4 separate regions of the Mus musculus genome follow, and all the other regions are linked to region 4. The links are chromatin contacts, called in public Hi-C maps. All regions are on one chromosome and are shown on one strand. Each heading gives the region's core, a stretch centred on a gene start, on an enhancer-like site or on the middle of the called end of the contact. The rest is flanking DNA. Distances are from core to core; before and after follow the strand shown.

Evidence for each region. Hi-C and Micro-C count contacts between places; a contact is called where the count stands out from the background.
Region 1: a Hi-C map of the N1E-115 cell line shows a contact between it and region 4, with 12 times the contacts expected there. The contact joins two enhancer-like sites. A contact is called at or near these places in 3 of 39 promoter capture datasets (cranial neural crest, hippocampal neurons and pre-B cells) and 5 of 484 Hi-C or Micro-C datasets (CD4 T cells, the N1E-115 cell line, cerebral cortex and 2 more).
Region 2: a Hi-C map of the N1E-115 cell line shows a contact between it and region 4, with 7 times the contacts expected there. The contact joins two enhancer-like sites. A contact is called at or near these places in 10 of 484 Hi-C or Micro-C datasets (the AML12 cell line, CD4 T cells, the N1E-115 cell line and 6 more).
Region 3: a Hi-C map of the N1E-115 cell line shows a contact between it and region 4, with 4 times the contacts expected there. The contact joins two enhancer-like sites.

What each region holds. Positions count from the first base shown.
Region 1 is chr15:60,691,634-60,694,333 of GRCm38.p6, forward strand. No RefSeq gene overlaps it. Among named protein-coding and RNA genes, the nearest start is that of Gm23835, 11 kb to the right of the region's middle. Within about 2 kb of position 1,343, at least 42 of the 459 cell types and tissues checked have an H3K27ac peak or open chromatin away from gene starts, as enhancers often do. A contact at or near this core is called in the N1E-115 cell line, where this site is marked.
Region 2 is chr15:60,838,671-60,841,370 of GRCm38.p6, forward strand. No RefSeq gene overlaps it. Among named protein-coding and RNA genes, the nearest start is that of Lratd2, 15 kb to the left of the region's middle. Within about 2 kb of position 1,356, at least 24 of the 459 cell types and tissues checked have an H3K27ac peak or open chromatin away from gene starts, as enhancers often do. A contact at or near this core is called in the N1E-115 cell line, where this site is marked.
Region 3 is chr15:60,575,585-60,578,284 of GRCm38.p6, forward strand. No RefSeq gene overlaps it. Among named protein-coding and RNA genes, the nearest start is that of Gm23835, 130 kb to the right of the region's middle. Within about 2 kb of position 1,352, at least 4 of the 459 cell types and tissues checked have an H3K27ac peak or open chromatin away from gene starts, as enhancers often do. A contact at or near this core is called in the N1E-115 cell line, where this site is marked.
Region 4 is chr15:59,907,028-59,909,727 of GRCm38.p6, forward strand. No RefSeq gene overlaps it. Among named protein-coding and RNA genes, the nearest start is that of Gm36819, 85 kb to the left of the region's middle. Within about 2 kb of position 1,439, at least 4 of the 459 cell types and tissues checked have an H3K27ac peak or open chromatin away from gene starts, as enhancers often do. A contact at or near this core is called in the N1E-115 cell line, where this site is marked.

The sequences.
Region 1 (2,700 bases), core at 93-2,592, 780 kb after region 4:
CATAATGGTCTCCTGAGAGGTATCATCCAGCAAGGGATTCAAACAGAAGAGGAGACTTATACCCAAACATGAGGCAGAGCTCGGTGAGTCTTGTGGAAGAGTGGGGAATAGACTTGAGTGAAACAGAGGAGTGAAGGACACCGCAAGAAGACCTACAAAGTCAACTAACCTGGGCTCACGTGGGCTCACAGAGACTAATCTAACAATCAAAGAGCATACAGGGGTTGTACCTACCCTCCCCCCACCCCAACACACACGTTTGTAGCAGATATTCAGCTTGGTCTTCATGTGGGTCACCTAATAATTGGAGTGGAGGCTGTCTCTGACTCTGTTGCCTGCCATTGGATCCCTTTCCCCTAACTGGACTGTCTGGTTGGGCCCTAGTGGGAGAGGATGTGCTTAGTCCTACTATGACTGGATGTGCCAGAGTTGGGTGGTACCCAAGGGGGCTTCCCCTTCTCTGAGGAAAAGGGGAGAGGGTAATGGTGGAGGGGCTTGTAAGGGTGGGATTGGGAGGAAAGAAACAACAGGGAGGCCTTGATAGGAATGGAAAGTGAACAAATAAATAAATTGTTAAAAACCCTCCAGTGTTCTGAAGCACGGGAAAGACTTCTCAGCTCTCCCTGCTCTACCCATCCCCCACTCCCTCAGCTCCCACTCCAAGCTCTGCTCTGAGGAGCCACCAAAGCAAATTCCATTGCGCTCATTTAGCAGTAGTGGCCTGATTTAACATGACCTCAAGTTAAATTGCTTTCACTAATGCAAACTTAATTGGGGTTCTTTTAATCCCTAGAAGTGATTCTCTTGTTTGGGCCTAGAGTCGGCTCCAATAGGAACATGGTGGTTGCTGGTGGAGGATTTAAAGTGGTGGCTTCTTAGAGAATTTCAGGAATGCAGCAATGCTGTGAGTCCACTGTAGACACCAGCTAGTGGCTTTGAACTATCTCCTCAGAAATGTTTAAAAAAAAAAAAAAACTAAAAAATAAAACACAGTTTCATGTTATCATATCTATTCCCTTTGGGGCCAGGAAATTCTCAGACTGCACTTTCTCCAATAAAAATATTTGGGGGATAAAGCAGATGAGATTGCAACCAGAAAAGACAGAAGCTGGAGTCTCATTCCTAAAATAACTCTTAAAATTCAGCTCTAAATTTCTCTGTCAAGCTCAGGGTACATGAGGTGAAACTACAAAATAGGCCTGCTTCAGTGTGACTTCCAAATATGGTGATAGCTGGCTTGTGTTTTTTGTGAATAATCACAAAAATACCCTCCTCATCTATAAGCAGGAAGACAGACAGAGACCTCATTCCTCCCCCAGTAGCTGTGGTAGAAGCCTGTCATCAGATCCAGCTCCTCTAACGGGAGCTGTTTCAAAAGAGCAAGAGAAAGAAACCTAGTGTCTGGCCTGCCCAATCTTCTCCCTGCCACATCCTGTCACTCTCATACTGGTTCTGCATAACTTGTCAATTAGTGCACGTCCACTGCAGACTGGTTGATACAGTTCACTGATAAGAATACTAATAAGTCAGAGAAGGTTAGCCAATTTGGCTCCAAACCAGTATGCCCAGACCTAGCTTCAGCCTTAATTTAGCCAAAGCCAGCTCTTCTCCCCAGCCCTCTCTAAGTAAAGTGTTTCTATGGGCCTGGTCCACTATCCTCTTTGTAGAATCTTTTTGATCTTTCCAAACTAAGCTTCAGCTGAATTGTCCTCATCCATGCTGATCCATCGCCTGTGCTTCGTGTCAATCAGCACTGCTTTTGATCTTGGACTCTCAATGCACAGTGACCCTTTCTCTACTCCACAGAAATCAGCTTGGTACGCCAAATGTCTGTGATGGCTATTCTCATAGCCGTCTCAATAGATCTCCTTTTGTACTAAACCTGTTCATCAGAAGGAAGTCATTCAGTGATTCCCTCCCCCACACCCACTGGGACAGGAGCTCTTTCAAGACCCATGTCATGGTCTCCAGTGTAAGGAAAGTCTGGGGCACTTTAGAAGCAGCAATTTGATCCTCATAGCAGCAATCTCAGGACCAGCCCTGCCCAATCCAGAAAGCAATTGAGGAAAGGTGGGAATCAGGTGAGAATCCTTTCCTTTGTGTCATCTCCTGGCAACATGTTTGGTCCTCAGCCCTTGGGGCACTGATCTTGGACACATTGTTTAGGACAAGACACTGAGAAGAACAGCACACGGTAGACAATTTGTGTCTCCCTTTGTGTTTTCTAGCCTGGTCTGGAAGCCAAACAATTAGGAACAAGGCTACAAGAACTTGACAAATGGCCAGCAGAGGGCGACTCTGGAAACAGGTGAATATGGATAGACAGGAGGATCCAGGCCTGGGCTGCTGCCCTAGCACACCAGCCCTCAAATGAACAACTCTGGAGGTGTCAGGGTTAGTCCAGCTGCTGCAGTGAGCGTCAGAACTTTGCATTCATCTCAGGAAATTGATCTGATGTGCAAAAGGTCCTTCACCGTGTTTATTCAGCTGCCCTTACCTGTCAACCCTCACCCCATCCTCTAGTCAAACAAATCAATCAGAAACATCAGTTGCTAGAGGAACACAAATACAGGCAGCACTGGGATTGGGCCTAGAGGGCTGAGTTCTTTTTCTGCTGCTCTGGGTTACAAACACATTCCAAAAATATAACTCTGCCCACACCATGGCAAAGCTGCCTTTGATAAAACACACAGTGTACGG
Region 2 (2,700 bases), core at 106-2,605, 930 kb after region 4:
AAACTGGTAGTTCATGTGCCTGCCTGGGTTCTGGGAGTAAAATGAAAATAATTGCATTATTGCTCCATGATCAGGTATCTTGCAGTGTCCTGAGGGCACTATTCTACCTATCTATGAGGATTAAAATTTAACCGCAGTTACAGAGTTTTGTGAGGAATCTGGCCCTTCCTGCTCTAAGGCGAAGAAGAAATCTATAGGTCTTAGTGGATAGCTGCAGACCTCGGCCTAATACTTACAACCAGCACAGGGGCCGGAGCACGTTCTCAAAAAAAAATGGTGATGGAGCCCTGGTGTGAAGTGGATTTATTTCTTGTAGGGTGTGTTTCCTCATAATTGTAAGCATTGTTGCTGATGATTGAGAGATGAGCTAAAGACTCTGTTGTGTCATGCACACCTGTCCTTTGAGTTGTCACACACTGAGTGCCAGGCTTCCTGGACTTTGTCCAGACTCTGCAGACAGATGATGGACAGAGGCTGAGTGACTTGCTTCATGGACCTGAAAACTAGCAACATGGGCCTACCTGGGAACTTCTTAAAATTACAAAATGACTCAGAACTGCTAAGCTGTTTCACTTTAACAAGGTCTCCATGCAGTGTGTGTGTGTGTTTTGTGTTTGGGTGTGTGTATTTGTGTGTGGTGTGTATTTGTGTTTGTAAGTGTTTGGTGTGTGTGTTTGGGTGTGGTATGTGTATATTTGTGTATGGATGTATGGTGTGTTTGTATGTGATGTGTATATGTGTTTGTGTGTGGTGTGTTTGTGTATGGATGTGTGTGTGTGTGGTGTTTGTGTATGGATGTACGTGTGGTGTGTTTGCGTGTGTTTATGTGTATGTGTGTGTGGTATGTTTGTGTTTATGTCTGGTGTATGTGTGTGTATGTGTGTTGTGTGTGTGTGTGTGTGTGTGTGTGTGTGTCTGGAGGCAGACCTTAAAGCACAGCCTCTGGATAGCCACTTGGTTGCCCCAACACGCTGCAAGTCTCTGTGCTCAGTCCCTGATATGAACAGCACCCCCCTCACTGTTCTTGGGTGAATGTCCTGAGCAGTGACCCTGGAGGCATAAAGACAACTGTGAGCACTGTACATGCAGGGCACACACAGGTGTCCTTGTTAAGTGGCACACACAAGTCTCCATAGCAAGTGTCCTTGTTAATGGTTTTCCCAAAGTCTTTTGTTCCTTGGCTGTGCTTGTTTGTGTTCTCTGAGGCCTAGGCACCCAGGCCAAAGATCTCTACACCTGGATGATCTCAATTACTTGTTAGCTTAATAGGCTCTCCCTTTCTCAGCTTGAGCCTAGCCAGGGCTATCAAGGTTATTTACATCACAATTGCACAAGTTTTCTGCCCTGGGGCATCATCCAATCCAACTGACTTTACTAAAGACCCTGAAAGGTTCTGGGTCTGTTTCCCAGGCTATCAAGGCAGGGAGTTGCTTGAGTAAGTTTTCCCAGCAGGTGAAATCTTGACAGGAAACCTTTTGCATGGAGGAGTTCTTAGCAGCAGAGGCTCTAGCTGCCCTCTCTAGGATTGCATTGTTTCGTTTCAGGAAGGCAATAATGGTGTTCACCGGTGTGAATAACATTCAAGAGCCTGGAGCCAGGGGAGGAAGTCTGAAAGGAAAGGGAACCGGCTAACTGAGCAGAGTTTGTGGGAGATTAGCACAGAAACAGATCCCCAGACACATCCATGGGATTTATAACAAGGCTGGGTAATTTGTTCTTGCATGCTAAGATAAGGGTAAACAAATTTCATGCTGAGATGCTGGCCCCTATCTAGAGAAGGCAGGAAGGATTCTGCACCCTGTTGCTCAATGGCCGACTTGACAAATTATCCCCAGGAGCTTGTTTCTTGCAGACTTTATCAAGAGGTTGCACCGAGACCCAAGTGTTAAAGGTAGAGATGGCTTGCCTTGATGCAGACACAGTTCTTGTGCATCTCAGCATGGAAAAGCTCAGATGTAGACGTGACCCCAGCATTTGCAAGACCTTTGAAAGGCACTGTGCTGGTCTTGAGAAACCATGTGATACCCAGATGGGATGAAAATATATTCGAGAATGCCTTGCATGCCCTTGAGCCTTGAACCACATCGGTAGGGCACCTGACTCTGGACAGTAAACATTCTGTTTCTTGTGGTTTGCAGTGGAATGCAGTGTACAGTGTATCCACTTGTAAGGGGACAGGACAATAGCAATTCCTCTATTGTCTTAGTATTCATTATTTGTAGCATACTCCGGGCACTGGTAATGTTTTCAGAAAGAAGACATCTAGAGCTCTAATGTTAAGTTTCTTAGCAAAATCTTCGAATGACACTTAAAAAATGGAAAATTTAGGGACTGGAGAGATGGGTCAATTCTTACCAAGACTTTCATTCAATTTCCAGAACCCACATGGTAGCTCACAACTGTCTGTAACTCCGTCAGGGGATCCAAGACTCTCTTCCAGCCTACTCACACACTATATGCATGTGTCCATGGACACACACGCAGGCAAAGCACTCATATACTGTAGCAGGAATGGCGGGGGCAGGGGGGGGAGGGGGCGTCTCTACATAAACACTGGGGGCCATGCAGCCGCAAAAGCAACTTCTGCAGGAGGACCTAATTGAGGACTGCCTGAGAGAACAAGAATTGCTGGTGCAAACAGTGTTAGCCAATCAGAAACTGCTGTTTAGAATAGATACTTTCTTGGGACCAATGGGAGTG
Region 3 (2,700 bases), core at 102-2,601, 670 kb after region 4:
CTTAGCCTTATAGACAAGAGTACTCAAGCTTTGACCTATGCTTTCCTTTTCCTGAACTTCTAGGCATACCCAGAAGCAGCCACAATTGCTCAGCACTCCACAGCCATTTTGGTTTTTGATACACTTTTCTCTTTGGTTTCCTTCACCTACTTTCAATATAGTATCAGATATCATCTTTTCTGGAAATCACTTTGAATATCTGTAGCAATCCTGATATACAGTTTCTAAAATGCAAGTTTTATTTAAAAATAATATAGCAGAACTCTGAACAGTGGTTCAGTGTGTGTGTGTGTGTGTGTGTGTGTATGTGTGAGTGTGTGTATGTATGTGTGTGTACATGATTGCATGTGTACATGTAAGTCAAGGCCTGAAGCCATCTCTGTCCCTGGTGTCTCTTAAGTCCAAACCATCCTCATTTAAAATGACCCTAAGCCTACTAATTGCAGATCATGTGTTTTCATCTTAGCATAGTTTTGCACATGCATGCTCATATATGTATTTGTGTACATACACACATATACACACATGTAGTATCTATTATCTATCTATATCTACACACACACACACACACACACACAAACACACACACACACACACATATATATATATAAACTATGCATATATTCTATGAATTGCCATTGAAATTTATATAAAAACATACATGCTTTTGTATTTTAACATCTACTGATGCATGTTTAATGCCATGTATTCATTATTCTTAACTCTCATACCGCTCACTATATAATGTGAGTATGCCCATAAGATACAGGCAGTTTGCCTCTTATGTCACCTGTGAGCCCTCACTCTGCTTTCCTAGGGTCAAAAAAAAAAAAAAAAAAAAAAAAAAGAAGCCATAGATACATTAGCAGTGTTGGTTTCCCTTGGATGCCCCACGGTTTTCAATTTGATGTTAATTTAAATGAACTGAAATGGAGCATGAGATCAGGATAGGATGACTGAGATCCTATCTCTGCTCCCAGCTGGGCCACAAATGGAGCCTGGCCATTCATCCCTGCCTGCTCCCCAGGCCATTTTCAAGGTCTTTTTCTATTACCCTTTTTTGGACACCCTTGCATCTGATTTTTTGAGGCCATGGTCTTGCTTCCTGACGAGTTCAGCCACAATCATTTGACGAGTGCAATCTTTAGGCTCCCCTGCTGTATCTCTGACGTGAAGTCAGAAGAAACACATTCCTCTGGCTTCCCCCCCTCAGAGGTCTTCTGTGTTTCCCTCTAATGGACTCTTTTAAGTGACAAGCTTCCAGCTGTTGTCATGGTTTGTCTGTTAATGTGGTTTGAGGCATTGGAGCAGTCTTTGAGCTTGGTGATTGTGCTATCCTGGGCTACAGTTACATGAAGTGAATCCTGAATTCCACAGTCAATGCTTGTGTTGAGAACACTGTTAATAGGCACACCACTGGAGGTCCCCTGAGGATTTAGCAGATGGATATTAAAACCACAGGGTGAGATCTGAGTCCATTTCTTTTTTTCATGTCCTCCTTGTAAGATAGGTGCTTCGGTTCTCTCACTGAGTATAATAGAGAAAAGTGAATCCACGCTAAATAGTTCTTCTATTTGCTTTTAATTTCTACTCCTACCAAGACTCAGATACTTTCTCAGTTGAAAGGCTTTGAGTCTATTACTTCTCGGATCACACAGAGTGACTCACAGCTAATTAAGCCACTGTTCCACGCTTTGGTCTCTGACACCTATTACAGTCTTTGGCAAGTTTCTGGGCTCTGTTACTAGTACATATTTTGTTTCTTCACACAATGTGGTCACAGTGATGCATCAAATTCCAAATCCAATTGTGTCGCTTTCTACTTAAAGGTATCCAATGTATCCCCACTGTTCCTCATATTAATCATAAGAAATTCTCAATAGAGCTTAAAGGATTCTGTATATCATCAATCCCACCTTCTCAGTTTTGCCTCATACCACACACACACCCACTCTCTTGCACAGAAACACACTGACCCTTTAAGTCTTTTTAATTCACACTGGTGTGTTCTCCTCTCTGCTCTCTTTTGTTTTTTTTTTTCATTCAGCAAATAAATACATGCATTTATCAGAGCCCTCACTTCTGATGTTTCTTCCTGCTTCTCAACTCACCCTGGTCAATCCTTTTGTCAGATTCCTTCTTAGACCCATCATGGTTTAGAACTAGATGGATCTTTCAGTGGCATTCACCGCCACCACAGGCTGGATGCAAAAGTGTCTCTAAGGCACTACTGAATATTGGTAATCAGAACATAGTGGGTGCTCAATAAAAATCCTTAGATGAATATAATGAATAATCTGTAGACAGGTCTTCCACTCCAATTAATGCCCAAACCTTGGCATATATGCTGTGTCCCGTTCTAATGCCATACGCTAAAAATACCTACCTTCTAAGGAAATATTTATGGCTCTTGTTGAGCTGCTTTCCTGGGAGGGAATAAAAGTGCACCCATAGCCTTTAAGCTGCCTTTCTGAGATAAGCAACCCTGCCTAAGAGTCTTTCACAAGGCTTGGCAATTTTCAATTTAAATATTGACCATGATGTCAATGATCACACTTACCAGGAATGTATAATGTAAGGAAAATGGTAATAAATATTATAACAGAACTCAACAGTGCTTCCAGACCCAAATAGATGAGTCATCTCTCTTGAAGAGATGGGGGGAACACAGGCATTTCCCACTGGGCTTTGAAGCTGAAG
Region 4 (2,700 bases), core at 189-2,688:
GATATAGCAGAGAGGACATAAGCTCTAGACATACAGGGTCAGGATGAAGCGTCCGGCTCCATTATGACTGTTTAATATTGCCACCGCCTGTACGGTATTTCATTTTTCTCATAGATATCAATTTCTTTAGGAGGGTGTGGTAGCTCAGCCTGGAATCCTAGTGTTTAGGAGGCTGACATAGGAGGATTGTCCCTGAGATTAGCTTGGGCTACCTCATGAATTCCAGGCTATCCCATGCCATATACTGAGACCACATCCCTACCACTGATCCCAAACAAGAACAACAGCAATTTCCTTTGGTCTCATCCATAAGACGGTTTCAGCACCCACTCTGCATAATTCTGAAGATGATTTGATTGACACAGTGACTGTGACTGCTCTGAAAGGCACTCTGGTGTCGATCCTGGCTTAGAACCAGCAGTGCTATCTAGCAAACATACCATGTGAACTACATAAGCCAGTAAAGTTTTTAAAGCTGGGCATGGTGGCAGAGGCCTTTAAAGATCCCAGCACTTAAGAGGAAGAGGCAGATGGATTTCTGTGAGTTTGGGACCAGCCTGATCTGTGCAATGTGTTCTAGACCAGCCAGGGTTGCCTGATGAAAGCCTGTCTTAAAACACATTTTTAAAATTAACATTGTGTACTACATACAATGTATCCATATACTGTTGCCATAATTTGAATGTGCCCCTCCAAGTGCAAATGTTGGAACCATAATTCCCAGTGCAACAGTGTTGAGAGGGACGACTTAAAGAAGCCACCAGAATTCTGCCTTCCTATTTGGATTAATGCTGTTATTACAAGACTAGCTTCCTGGTAGTACGGTATGCTTGCTTGCTCTTTGTCTGTCTGTTTGTCTGTCTGTCTCTGTCTCTCCATCTCTGTCTTTCTCTCTCTTCCTCCCAATTCTTCTTTTACCTGGTGACCACTTTTGCCATAATTGATGTGGTAAGAAATCTTCCCCACATGTGGCCTTGGTTGTTGTGAGCCCCCGGATGGAAATTGAGATGATACAACAATCTTGTAGCAGAAGAGACCAACAGAAAAGTCATAGCAGACACACTGAAGACATGATTCTCGACCCTGCTGGGCTCCCTTGCAAGGAGCTTTCTCTTTGTTTTATCTGCACTTGCCCTCAGAGAGCTGTGGGCTCCATCACCAAGAGCTACTGTCCCCCACAGGCTATCTCATTTAGTCTGTTTGGTTCCTTTCCTTAGCATCTGTACTGTGGGCTTTTTTTTTTACAACTTCAAAGAGCTTCTCACCCATATTCACTAATTAATTCATTACTCCTGTGAGTAAAACCTGCAGCAGGGAGAATGGCATTAGCAAGGATACCAGGGGCTTAGTATTTAAAAGAGGTGGCCCACATCCAGACACTCTCCACCAGAGCTGTTAACTCCTTCACAGCTGTCTGTGCCTCTACAGGCAAGTGTGGCGCTGGTGGCCACCACAGACTTGCTGTGTGCTCAGCTATACCAGGCACCTCTGGGCTGTGAGGAGTGGTACCACATGGCTTCTGAGTCACATCAGGATAACCCATCCTTAACCAGCTGTGTTTTGGTTGGCCTGCAAGTTGAAAGGATATACGCTGACTATTGTCAGTTTTTTTTTTTTTCCTAACTAGAGGACAGACTTTAGGGTTGTGTAGACCTGAGTTTTAATTTTGGCACTTTATAAGATGTGTGAGGGTTGGCTCAGTGGCCCCCTCTGAGGCTTAATTTCTGTATCTTTAAAATGAAATAGTAATATCTCCTTGAGGGGCTAAATGAGGCTAACTGGCAAGATACAAATGGGAGGTTCTGTGCAGAGCCAGGCACACAGAGAGTGCTCCATTGCAATAATCCCAGATTACTCAGGAAGTCAGCTCATGTGCCTCAAGGCATGCGGGACAGAGCTGCAGAAGGGGGGAGGCCTGGCAGGTCCCTTTGGGGGCATGGATTAGTTACTTCCTGCTGTGGTAATAAAACACTATAACTAAGAGCAACTTGAGGAAGAGTTTATATTGGCCTAGAGAGCCAGAGGGCCAGAAGTCCGTAATGGTAGTGGGGCATGGAAGGCAGAGCAAGAAGCTGAGAGATGTATCGCAGTCTCTCAGTCACACACAGAAAATAAAGAGTGAATTGGAAGTCAAACAAGGCTTTGAAATCTCAAGGCACGCTCTGGTGACATCCTCGCTCCAGCAAGCCTTCTTGCCATAAATGTCCCATAACCTTGCTGTAACATGACCACCAGTGGTTCAGATACCTGAGCCTATGGGACATCATTTCTCATTCAGACCACCATATTCCATCTCTGGTCCCCATAGGCTTATGGCCATAGCATAGTGCAAAATATATGTAGTCCAACTCCTGTGACACCAGAAAGCAAAATACCCACTTCTGTCACCCAGGGGTGTAGAATATATGTTCCCATTAGAAAGGAGGGAATGGGGGCATGGTGAGGAAATGCTGGGTCAAAGTAAGACTGAAGCCTAGCAGGTGAAACACCCAATCTTGTAGATCTGTGTCCCATGACTGAGACTTTAGTTTCAAAGACCGTCAGTGGCTCTATCTAGAGCGTTTTGCTGCATGCAACACACTTACATCTCTCTCTCTCTCTTGGACTAGTTCCAATCCTTGTTTCTAGTTCTTCCTTGGCAAATGACTCATGGCTCTAGCATATCCAGCATCTTAGGGGATCTCTACAGTAACCCTGGCT